Linked DNA regions of Mus musculus: region 1 is linked to region 2. The links are chromatin contacts, called in public Hi-C maps. All regions are on one chromosome and are shown on one strand. Each heading gives the region's core, a stretch centred on a gene start, on an enhancer-like site or on the middle of the called end of the contact. The rest is flanking DNA. Distances are from core to core; before and after follow the strand shown. Region 1 overlaps Ptger3 (prostaglandin E receptor 3 (subtype EP3)). Region 2 holds the start of Ptger3 (prostaglandin E receptor 3 (subtype EP3)).

The links. Hi-C and Micro-C count contacts between places; a contact is called where the count stands out from the background.
Region 1: a contact with region 2 is called in a Hi-C map of pre-megakaryocyte-erythroid progenitors, with 1.8 times the contacts expected there. The contact joins the enhancer-like site here to the promoter of Ptger3 in region 2. A contact is called at or near these places in 5 of 39 promoter capture datasets (the 3T3-L1 cell line, the HPC-7 cell line, HPC-7-derived erythroid cells and 2 more), 29 of 484 Hi-C or Micro-C datasets (the Ba/F3 cell line, DN3 thymocytes, the G1E-ER4 cell line and 21 more), 7 of 115 datasets of contacts at active chromatin or transcription factors (CD8 T cells, the HPC-7 cell line, bone marrow-derived dendritic cells and 4 more) and 1 of 9 other capture datasets (adipose tissue).

The regions. Positions count from the first base shown.
Region 1 is chr3:157,615,285-157,620,094 of GRCm38.p6, forward strand. The region is part of intron 2 of Ptger3 (prostaglandin E receptor 3 (subtype EP3)); the gene reads left to right. Among named protein-coding and RNA genes, the nearest start is that of Ptger3, 51 kb to the left of the region's middle. Within about 2 kb of position 1,822, at least 62 of the 459 cell types and tissues checked have an H3K27ac peak or open chromatin away from gene starts, as enhancers often do. A contact at or near this core is called in DN3 thymocytes, the HPC-5 cell line, the HPC-7 cell line and 10 more, where this site is marked.
Region 2 is chr3:157,564,895-157,570,053 of GRCm38.p6, forward strand. It overlaps Ptger3 (prostaglandin E receptor 3 (subtype EP3)), which reads left to right and starts at 1,982. Exons shown (of 4, transcript NM_001359745.2): 1 at 1,982-2,951. The coding sequence starts at 2,124.

The DNA.
Region 1 (4,810 bases), core at 572-3,071, 50 kb after region 2:
ATTCTTTCAGCAAAGTTATTTCACAAAAATGCTTTCTAAGTTCTCGTGAGAAGTAAAAGAGGGAGTCACCCAGGATGGACAAGGACTTAGAATATCAAGTGCAGCAGTTAGACTGGTTATTTACTGGTTATTTGTTCTTGATAAGTCAACAGATTTTTCTGAACTCAGATTTCCAGCCAGCCTGAAATTACTAGGGCAAGCAAACTCCTAAAGTCTCACACTATTGAGAACACTATTCTTGTGGCTGCTATTATTGTACCAACCTTGTTCACTAGCAGAGCACCACCAGTAAGCTAACTTGGCTGTTCCCATCTTGAGCTGTTCAGACAGCTTCCACTTCAGTGTTAGGCACCCACACTGTCACTGGAACACTCAACCACTCTTAAAGGCTGGTCACTGATCCAGATGGGGCACACAATTTAGGGTGCTTCATTTCTTTTCGACTTATTTGTAAAATATGGACTCAATACATTTGTGCATCACCTTCACATTGAAAAGTTAATAAAAGTTTCTTGGTCTCTGTCCATTATAACCCAACTGTGTAGTTTTTCTAAACAGTTTTATTTTTCCTTAAAAATTTTTAGTAAATATATATATATATATATATATGTATATATATATATATATATATATATATATATATATATATATATATATATCACTCAGAGAAAAGGGAGGATCTTGTGTGATAAATATGGCCAAAGTTTTTGATGTACCTGAAATTATATTTATAAAGCCTTTCACTATGTGAAATGAATGTGCCAATAAAATGTTTTAAAAAGTCAAATAATGCCAAAGGCTCATGACAAGACCTGACCGCCTTGAACCTGCACCTCCACACTGCCAGGAGACTGCTGCTTTCTTGGCCTCTGTCTTGGCATGTTTTCAGTAACACATTTCTAACTAATGTGTATGTTGCTTGCCTTTATCCACCATCACTAAATGCACATGCTGACCCTGGCTCTCTCTGCCTTTATTCTCTCTTTGTAGATAGAATACAATTTAATCCATCCCACCTTCTGTCTTTATTGGATTCCCTGTTCTCTAGACTCCATGATTTAAATTTTAAATTATTCATCATTTTGGTGACATTTGCTTTCAAAATGGCCTTCGAATTAGGGGAAAGTGTCAAGAGCCAAACCCTCAGCTGGGTGTGGTGATGTATGGATGTCATCGAGCACTTGGGTGACTAAGGTAGATAGACTGGAAGATGAAGCCAGTATTGACTGTGAGACTCAGTCACAAAACAAAACACAGAAGAACAGAAGTTAGGATTTTTGGGTGTCTTTAAGTGAATGTGAGAAAACCTGAGACTAGAGGAACCAACAGTGTAGACTTCATTTCATGATCCCATCATTCATGGGGCCTACAGATCCTGTGCCTGTACTTCAAGGTAGGTCTTGTTATCAAGATTTGCTGAGGAGGACTCTGAGGCTCACTCGAGGTAAATCTCCAACCATGTCCATTATACGGCATGTGAGCCAAGCTGGGCTTCACGCCTGTTCTCAGCTTAAATATCACGTAATCCCTGACCAAAGAATTACAGCTGTTGGCATTTTCTGAAGCCCACCAGTTACCTCTGAGGGCACCTCAGAGGCTCTGCCTAAGGAAGACTCTGGCTCTACTGAGGCTGAGACATTTTGAGAGGCAGACCCATCTTCAGCAGCTACAAGGAGTTGGCTTTTATAATAGGATTGTTTAGACCAGCAAACAAGCTCCTCACCAGAAATTGGTATGACCACATGTCTGCTCTGTACATGTGCACAGTGCTGCAAACAGCCAGGCTCTTCCTTGCTAGGAGGATGCAGTGGAGGGCAGACACTCTTGGAGGTGGCAGGTGGTTGGCAGTAGTGGCAGACACTTCCTGCCCAGGCCTGTGGGTTTTGCAGAAGCTAAAAGCTTCTCAGACCCTTTGTTCTTTGCTTCTCCAATTTTTTTTTAGCATGGGAGCAGGCTTGCAGAGAAGCTGAAAAGCAAGGGGTTTTCCTCTCATTTACAAAGGGACTCAGGGAAAACCTGTAGCTTAAAGGAAACTTGCTCTAGTTTTACTCTGCAAGATGTGGTTTTGGATGTAGACTATTTTTTTTTCTTTTTTAGAAAGAAATAATTCTTCACTTGCTTTTTGGTTTTCCTTCTGCTGCTTAACAGTGAGAAATCTTGGTTGATAGCCTTTTATTCTCCAGTTTTCTCTTCAGTGCAATGCTCTTCAGTCCTCTGGTCAGACTGACTAGAACAGTAAAAAATGTTCTTCACTTTTTTGTTTTTTTTTTTGGTTTTTTTCTCAAGGGAATAAAATTTCAACATCTCCAAACTCGAATCCTGCTGTTGTTGCTAAGTGAATTCTGAAGACAGTCCAACCAAAGTGTTACTGAGTTGAAAATCGATGCATATTAGAATCTATTTTGATCTCATTTTTAATGATATCTTGACTATTTCAAACTAAATGCAGTCCTCAGGCATCTTGGAACCCAGAGAAGTTTACTCAAAATGGCTTCAACACTTTTTTTTATATTTATTTAAAATTTTTGTTTTTAATAAACTGCAGTTAATTAAACTAAATGAAATGAGTTTGCATAGGGAAAATGTGTGGCGATGCCCCTGTGCTGGCCAGCTTCTACAAAGTTCAGATTGGGTATAGTGTCCAAAAGTCTTCATAATAGTTACCCATAATTATGTAATTTTAAAATTATATAATAATTGATGGGTCTCATCTCATGAGAACAGGTTTTAATAGGACAATGGTTAAAAAATTGAAGTAGCAAGGAAAGACTATTTCATGGTTTCCTTGCATAAAGGACATTACTCTGTCTCCCTGAATAAAGGCCATTGTTCCCATTTTCCCAGCACAACATTTGGGGAGAGAAGAATATCCTAGAGGCAAGAGGCAAGTGGGATGCCAACTTGATTGATGGGTCAATGTTTGGAAGGGAAGTAAGTGTCTCAGCCAGAGCAGCTTCGGGGCTATGGGAACATATGTTTGGGGGTCCAGATGTAAGTATTTGAAAGAAACTGTGTAAGGGCTCTTAAAAGTTTTGTATGAAAAAGCAAGATACTTGCATTTTACCATATAGGGCAGCTGTGATGGTTAAAGAAAGCAATATAAGTCTTTACAAAGAGTGAGGAGACACCGGTCTGGAAGGAGAATTGCCGTATTACCCATAGTGCACGAAGTGATAGCTGCAGTGGAGCTGACCTGAGAAATCCATCACATCACACCACGTGGCCATGTGGAGAGAGACTTCCTGACTCCAGGACTCGTGCCTTGCCACATGTCATGTTGTATTTGAGAGCATGAAGCAAAAAGTTAGCTCTGTTAATTTACTCACTGTCCAATCTTAATCAAGTTAATGTCATCTTTTCCAATCTTGCGGTTAGCTATAAGTGGATGTAACATATTTATATAAGGAAACATTTATTGTAAGCATTTCATGAAACAGTGACAGCATCAGCACTCAGTAGAGTCAGTTCATTTTTGTAAATTGTTAATATTGAAGAAAAGCTTAGAAGACAAGTGGTCCAGTCTTCAGAGGTTAAGTGTATTCACCAGTGTATAAAATCTGTCCCATCATCCCACTCGGTAAGAGAGGGAGGGTGTAGACCAGCTCCATAGGAAGTAGGAGAAATGATAGAAAATGGCAAAACACACATATCTGACAGCTTTGTTTTGTTCTATTTTACTTAATAGGCTATTGCTGTGTAACCCAGGTTGACCTGGAACTGGTGACCCTCCCACCTCAGCCTTCCAAGAGTTGGGATTACAAGTATGCACCACCGTGCTTGGCTTATAATTAAAGTTTCAATCTGTCTTTGTGCGATAAGGGAGCATGTAGCAACTCAATAATGGTCATTTGAGAAGTTCCTATATCAGCTCTCCTCTGCAGAGCTCAGGCTGACCGTCCCTATCTGAGACACATCAGTGTGAACTTTTCTCAGCATTAGCCAGTACATACTGGCATGGCTTGCCTGCCCCTTCACTGCCCTCTTCTGCCAAGGGACACTAGATTCATGAATTCTAGTTTATGTGGATTGTGAGTATTTTTGGAGAGGCAAATCTGTTGGCACACAGGCCAACATAAAGGAATGTCACATGGAATCGGGTATGGTTTTTTTCATGAAGTATTTATCACCATTATTTCAGGTATAAAATCGCCAACAGACCTATCAAGACCCAGGCAAAGCAATATTTTGTATGTATATAAGATCATTTTCATGTGTTTTGTTTTGTTTTGTTTTGTTTCGAGACAGGGTTTCTCTGTATAGCCCTGGCTGTCCTGGAACTCACTTTGTAGATCAGGATAGCCTTGAACTCAGAAATCTGCCTGCCTTTGCCTCCCAAGTGCTGGGATTAAAGGCGTGCGCCACCACTGCCCAGCTGTTTTCATGTGTTTTTATCATGGAGTAATTAGCAAATAGAACTATCAAAGGAATTTTGGAATATACTGTATTTGAGAAAAACATAAGGTTATTAAATGTGTTTGATTGGGACAGAAACAATCACATTTCTCTTAGCATTTGGATTCTCAGCAATCCTTTGGTCCTGAAGGCCCCATTTCTGCCATGGTTTCAATGCTGTACAGAGAAGGGATATGTGTAGGGATATTTGATTTGTGTATGTTTGGATTACCAATTGAATACATGATAATTTGGCTTCTTTAGTGTCCACATATTTTACTGAACATTGTTAATATGAGGCTGCATCCCTGGGAACTAAACTTTGCCATCATGCTTTCCAGATTCAAGATTACATCATACATTCCAGATTCAAGATTACATCACACATTCTGGATTCAAGATTACATCACACATTCCA
Region 2 (5,159 bases), core at 732-3,231:
CTCAGATGCAGATATTTACACCTAACCAATGGACAGAGGCTGGTGACCCCTGTGGTTGAATTAGGGAAAAGCTGGGAGAAGCTGAGCAGGAGGGCAACCCAATAGGAAGAGCAGTAGTCTCAACTAACCTGGACTCCGGAGATCGCTCAGACACTGAGCCACCAACCAGGCAGCATACACCAGCTGGTATGAGGCCCCCAACACACATACAGCAGAGGACTGATGGGTCTGGGTTCAGTCAGAGAAGATGCACCTAACCCTCAAGAGACTTCAGGTTTCAAGGAGTGGGGAAGGTCTTGAGGGGTGGGGGGTGGGGAACATCCTCTTGGAGCCGGGGTTTTGGGGGGAGGAGGAGGTATGGGATGTGGAACAGTTAGAAGGCAGACCAGGAGGGGGATTAAAGAATTAAAAAAAAAAATGTTTTAAAGAAATTCTCTTTAATACAAGATAGTGCATGTTAGCAGTTTAGCCACTAGAGGGGAGTGTCGTTTCAAATGAACTAAGTCAACTCTTGGCAGCTAGCAAAAGAACCAACAGGAAAACAACCAGGAGAATCTAAAAGTTACTTATTTGCAGGGTGAACAGCTAAAATGTAGGTAACTCTGGCTGGGAAAAAAAAAATGCTTCAAGAAGAGAAGGGTTTCTGAAACTTTGTTAAGAGCTGTCAACAAAGGAATACACATGGCTCCAGCTGCATATGTAGCAGAGGATGGTCTTGTCATGGTATCAAGTGGAAGGAGAGGTCCTTGGTCCTATGAAGGTTGGATAGATGCCCCAGTGTAGGGGAATCAAAGGTGGGGAGGTGGGAGTGGGTGGGTGGGTGGAGGAACACCCTCTTAGAAGCAGGGGGAGAGATGTGATAGGGTGTTACAGGGAGGGGCGGGAAAGGGGATAACATGAAATGTAAATGAAAATATCCAATAAGAGAGAGAGAGAGGGAGAGAGAGAGAGAGGGAGAGAGAGAGAGAGATTGATTAACTATCTTTGCCAATACATGTTCTTATGGTCGACCTTCTCAGTAAGCATTAGGCAGGGGGAAGTGACCTAATGAATAGAATGCTAACCACTCAAAGGAAGACCTGAATTGGGATTCCCAACACCTGAGTAAAAGTAGCCTGGCTGTTGGGCTTGGGTGTGTGAGGCCATACCAGGCCGGGAGTCACAGTGGAAGACACTCCATGTTGAAGTCTGACCTCAATGTAAATACGAAAGGACTCTCTCTCTCTCTCTCTCTCTCTCTCTCTCTCTCTCTCTCTCTCTCTCTCTCTCTCTCTCTCTCACACACACACACACACACACACAGCGGGGTGGGAAATAGGGGGATGATAATGTAAACAAGTTAGTTATTAATAAATATAAAATTTTTGATCTAACTAAAGGGTGGCATATTTTCTTTGATGTATGAATTCCAGAATACTCTTAAAATTTAAATGTATCATTATACTGAAATGTCACTCAGTGAAAATGTGAATTTGCTATGTACTTTCACCTGTGTGCTTACTTGGTTTTGGATTTTTAAACTGACATTATCCTAGAAAAGTATTTTACCAATATGAGTTTGGAATTAGTCCAAAGTAAAATAAGGCAATAGTTTCAGGAAGACTTAAAACACAAACTCATCCCTATTCTTTCCCAGATGTGAGTATCATATGTATATACATATGATATTGATACATATACATATATATATTTATATATATATATTAAATAAAACAAATTCAATGACAGTCAAACATGAGGAGAAATCAGCATTGCGATTCACGCAGCTACTAACATGTCAGATTTCGTCTTTTCTCCAGTGTCACGTAACCCAAAGGCTGATGAGCACTTTACAGAGTCCCAGAGCTGGAGAGGCAGACCTAGGGGGCGCGGCGCCAGGTGATCCCAGCCCACACCGCCCTTCGCCTGCCTACTCGCAGCACCGCCCCTCGAGCTCCAAGGCGCGGGAGGAGCCTCGCGCGGCGTCGGGCGGCGCCTGTCCAGTCCCCGCAGCCTAGCGCGGGAGGCGGCGGGCGATGGAGAGCAGAGCCTGGGCTCCGGCTGTCCCCCAGTGCACTCTGCTGCTATCCCGCAGCTGAGCCGGGAGGCTCCGGCCCCGTGCGCCCTACCGTGGCCCCGCCACTATGGCTAGCATGTGGGCGCCGGAGCACTCTGCTGAAGCGCACAGCAACCTGTCAAGTACTACCGACGACTGCGGCTCCGTGTCCGTGGCCTTTCCCATCACCATGATGGTCACTGGCTTCGTGGGCAACGCGCTGGCCATGCTGCTCGTGTCGCGCAGCTACCGGCGCCGCGAGAGCAAGCGCAAGAAGTCTTTCCTGCTGTGCATTGGCTGGCTGGCGCTCACCGACTTAGTGGGGCAGCTCCTGACCAGCCCGGTGGTCATCCTCGTGTACCTGTCACAGCGACGCTGGGAGCAGCTCGACCCATCGGGGCGTCTGTGCACCTTCTTCGGGCTAACCATGACAGTGTTCGGGCTATCCTCGCTCCTGGTGGCCAGCGCCATGGCCGTGGAGCGCGCCCTGGCCATCCGTGCGCCGCACTGGTATGCCAGCCACATGAAGACTCGCGCCACGCGCGCGGTACTGCTGGGCGTGTGGCTGTCTGTGCTCGCCTTCGCGCTGCTGCCGGTGCTGGGCGTGGGCCGCTACAGCGTGCAGTGGCCGGGCACGTGGTGCTTCATCAGCACCGGGCCGGCGGGCAACGAGACAGACCCTGCGCGCGAGCCGGGCAGCGTGGCCTTTGCCTCCGCCTTCGCCTGCTTGGGCTTGCTGGCTCTGGTGGTGACCTTTGCCTGCAACCTGGCGACCATCAAAGCCCTGGTGTCCCGCTGTCGGGCCAAAGCCGCCGTCTCGCAGTCCAGCGCCCAGTGGGGCAGAATCACCACGGAGACGGCCATCCAGCTCATGGGGATCATGTGTGTGCTGTCCGTCTGTTGGTCGCCGCTATTGGTAAGTAGTTGGTAGAGTGGGGGCGTTTGTAGGGAGCCGTAAATGTAGGGAAACTTTCTGAAAGTGACTAGCACCCAGAATTCCTGCCGCTCATGCGGCCCCGGGTTGCAGCCTCCAGCCAAGAGCCTAAGCCGCTTGCGGAGCTTACAAGAGCTAGTCAAGTCGGTCCAGACTTGCCAGGCGCTTGTGAAGATGCAAACAGCCTAGGCACAGAGGTGGGTAGACGCTGCTCAAGCCAGTGCAGACTGATGTTTGCCCCTTGCGTTATAAGAGGAGGTATGATGACAACTCTAGCTCAACCTGCTAATCCCGCTGCGATGTTTGGGCACCTGGGAGCCAGGCAGGTCCTATGGCTTCAGCCGCACAGCAACTAACCTTCTTGGCAAACTGTCTTTCTGTTGCCAGCACTAAAGGTTCTCAGGTAGCTACTGTCTGCAGGGAGGGTCAGGAAGGCACAGATGCCGCAGCCCCCTAAGAAGCCGGGTACTGTGTACACCAAAGTGGAGGACTCTCCAGTAGCACACACACACACACACGCACTACCCCCCCCAACACACACACACTTGTGCCCCCCCCCCCCATCCTTATAGAGGAGTGAATCGCAGATCTCCGCAATTCCAGAGACAGGAGGTAAGGGTTTCTCGGTCCTTGGCATCGTATCCATCACAGAACTACCCAGAGGAAGCCATGCTTCCGCATGCTCCCTATCCCCAACTCTCACATGGTGTTTTTGAGGGTTTTTTTTTTTTTCCTGTGGCACTTGTAGCTAGAAACTTCTGTGGATAAGTGTGGTTTGCTAATTGGCAAAGAATGGATGCTTACTTTGGGCTCACACAGCCTGGCTTAATGTGCAGAGGAGCATCCCCATGGTGTGGTACAGTTATTGACCATTACATAGCAGACTCGATTCTCTCTCTCTCTCTCTCTCTCTCTCTCTCTCTCTCTCCCTCTCTCTCTCTCTGTCTGTCTTACATCTCTCTCTCCCATTTACATATACAGTTCAGTGAGGTCAGCGACATGTTGATGTGCCACATAAGGTTAATCTCCTTTCAAATGGTTATATGGTTCTTTTCTTTACCCACCCTCCCTGAGTATGTATGACAAGCCTTAGAGATCCCTGCGGTAACTGGCCTGGAGTTGTACAGACAGGACAGTGCTGCTGGGACCTAACTGCTCACAAGTGACTGAGTAGTCACTGTTCTCCAGGAGCTGGAGCACAGGCTGATGTCATCACCATGTTTATCAGAACCAGCACCAATTTTAGACATTTACTGCTGTGGTTGAGGAATGGGGTGTAGGTGGCCAAGCAGAGGGAAATGAAGCTCCCAGAGTAAACACTTCACTGAACCAGCATGGCTTTAGAGGCAAACAGTGTCCCAACATAGCACAACTGTCAGGAGTCCTGCCCTAGGATCCAGAGCATAGAGAGATGCCTGTAAAACACAAGAATGGGGTGACTGCACGTTTGGATGATCCCAACTGGTTGCATTTTAGCTAACACTTTATACAATAATTTCTCAATAAAACAGTTAAAATGAATTCAACATGAGGTTGTATCAGAAGAGAAATTTTGTTTCAAAATTGGCATTTTTGTTTATTTCTGCATGTGTGTATATGTGATCGAGAAAGAGAACGCACACGTGGAGGTGTGCACATGTGCTGTTGATGACCTCCGCATGTGGGGCCTAGAGGCTGGGGTTAAGTGTCTTCTTTGATCATGTTTCACCTTATGTATGAGGCAAGTTCTCTCATTGAAACCCAGAGCTTGAGCAGGGCGTGGTGGCGCATGCCTTTAATCCCAGCACTCGAGAGACAGAGGCAGGCGGATTTCTGAGTTCAAGGCCAGCCTGGTCTACAAAGTGAGTTCCAGGCCAGCCTGGGATACACAGAGAAACCCTGTCTCAAAAAACAAACAAACAAAACAAACAAACAAACAAGAAACCCAGAGCTCTCTTACTGTGTTGGTTAAGCTGGCTGGCTTGCTGCAGGAATCTCCTCTGCTTCCCATTCCTTCTGATTACAGAGTTACTGAGGCCACTGCACTTACACAACACTTTATCTAGGAGCAAGTGATCCAAACTCCGGTCCTCATAGTGTGACAAGTGCTTTACCAACAGAGCCTTCTTCACAGTTTGGGAATAGGCACATTTTTAAAAATGGTTGCAATTTCTTTGGTGTACCATCAAAGCACATATCAGCATATTGTCA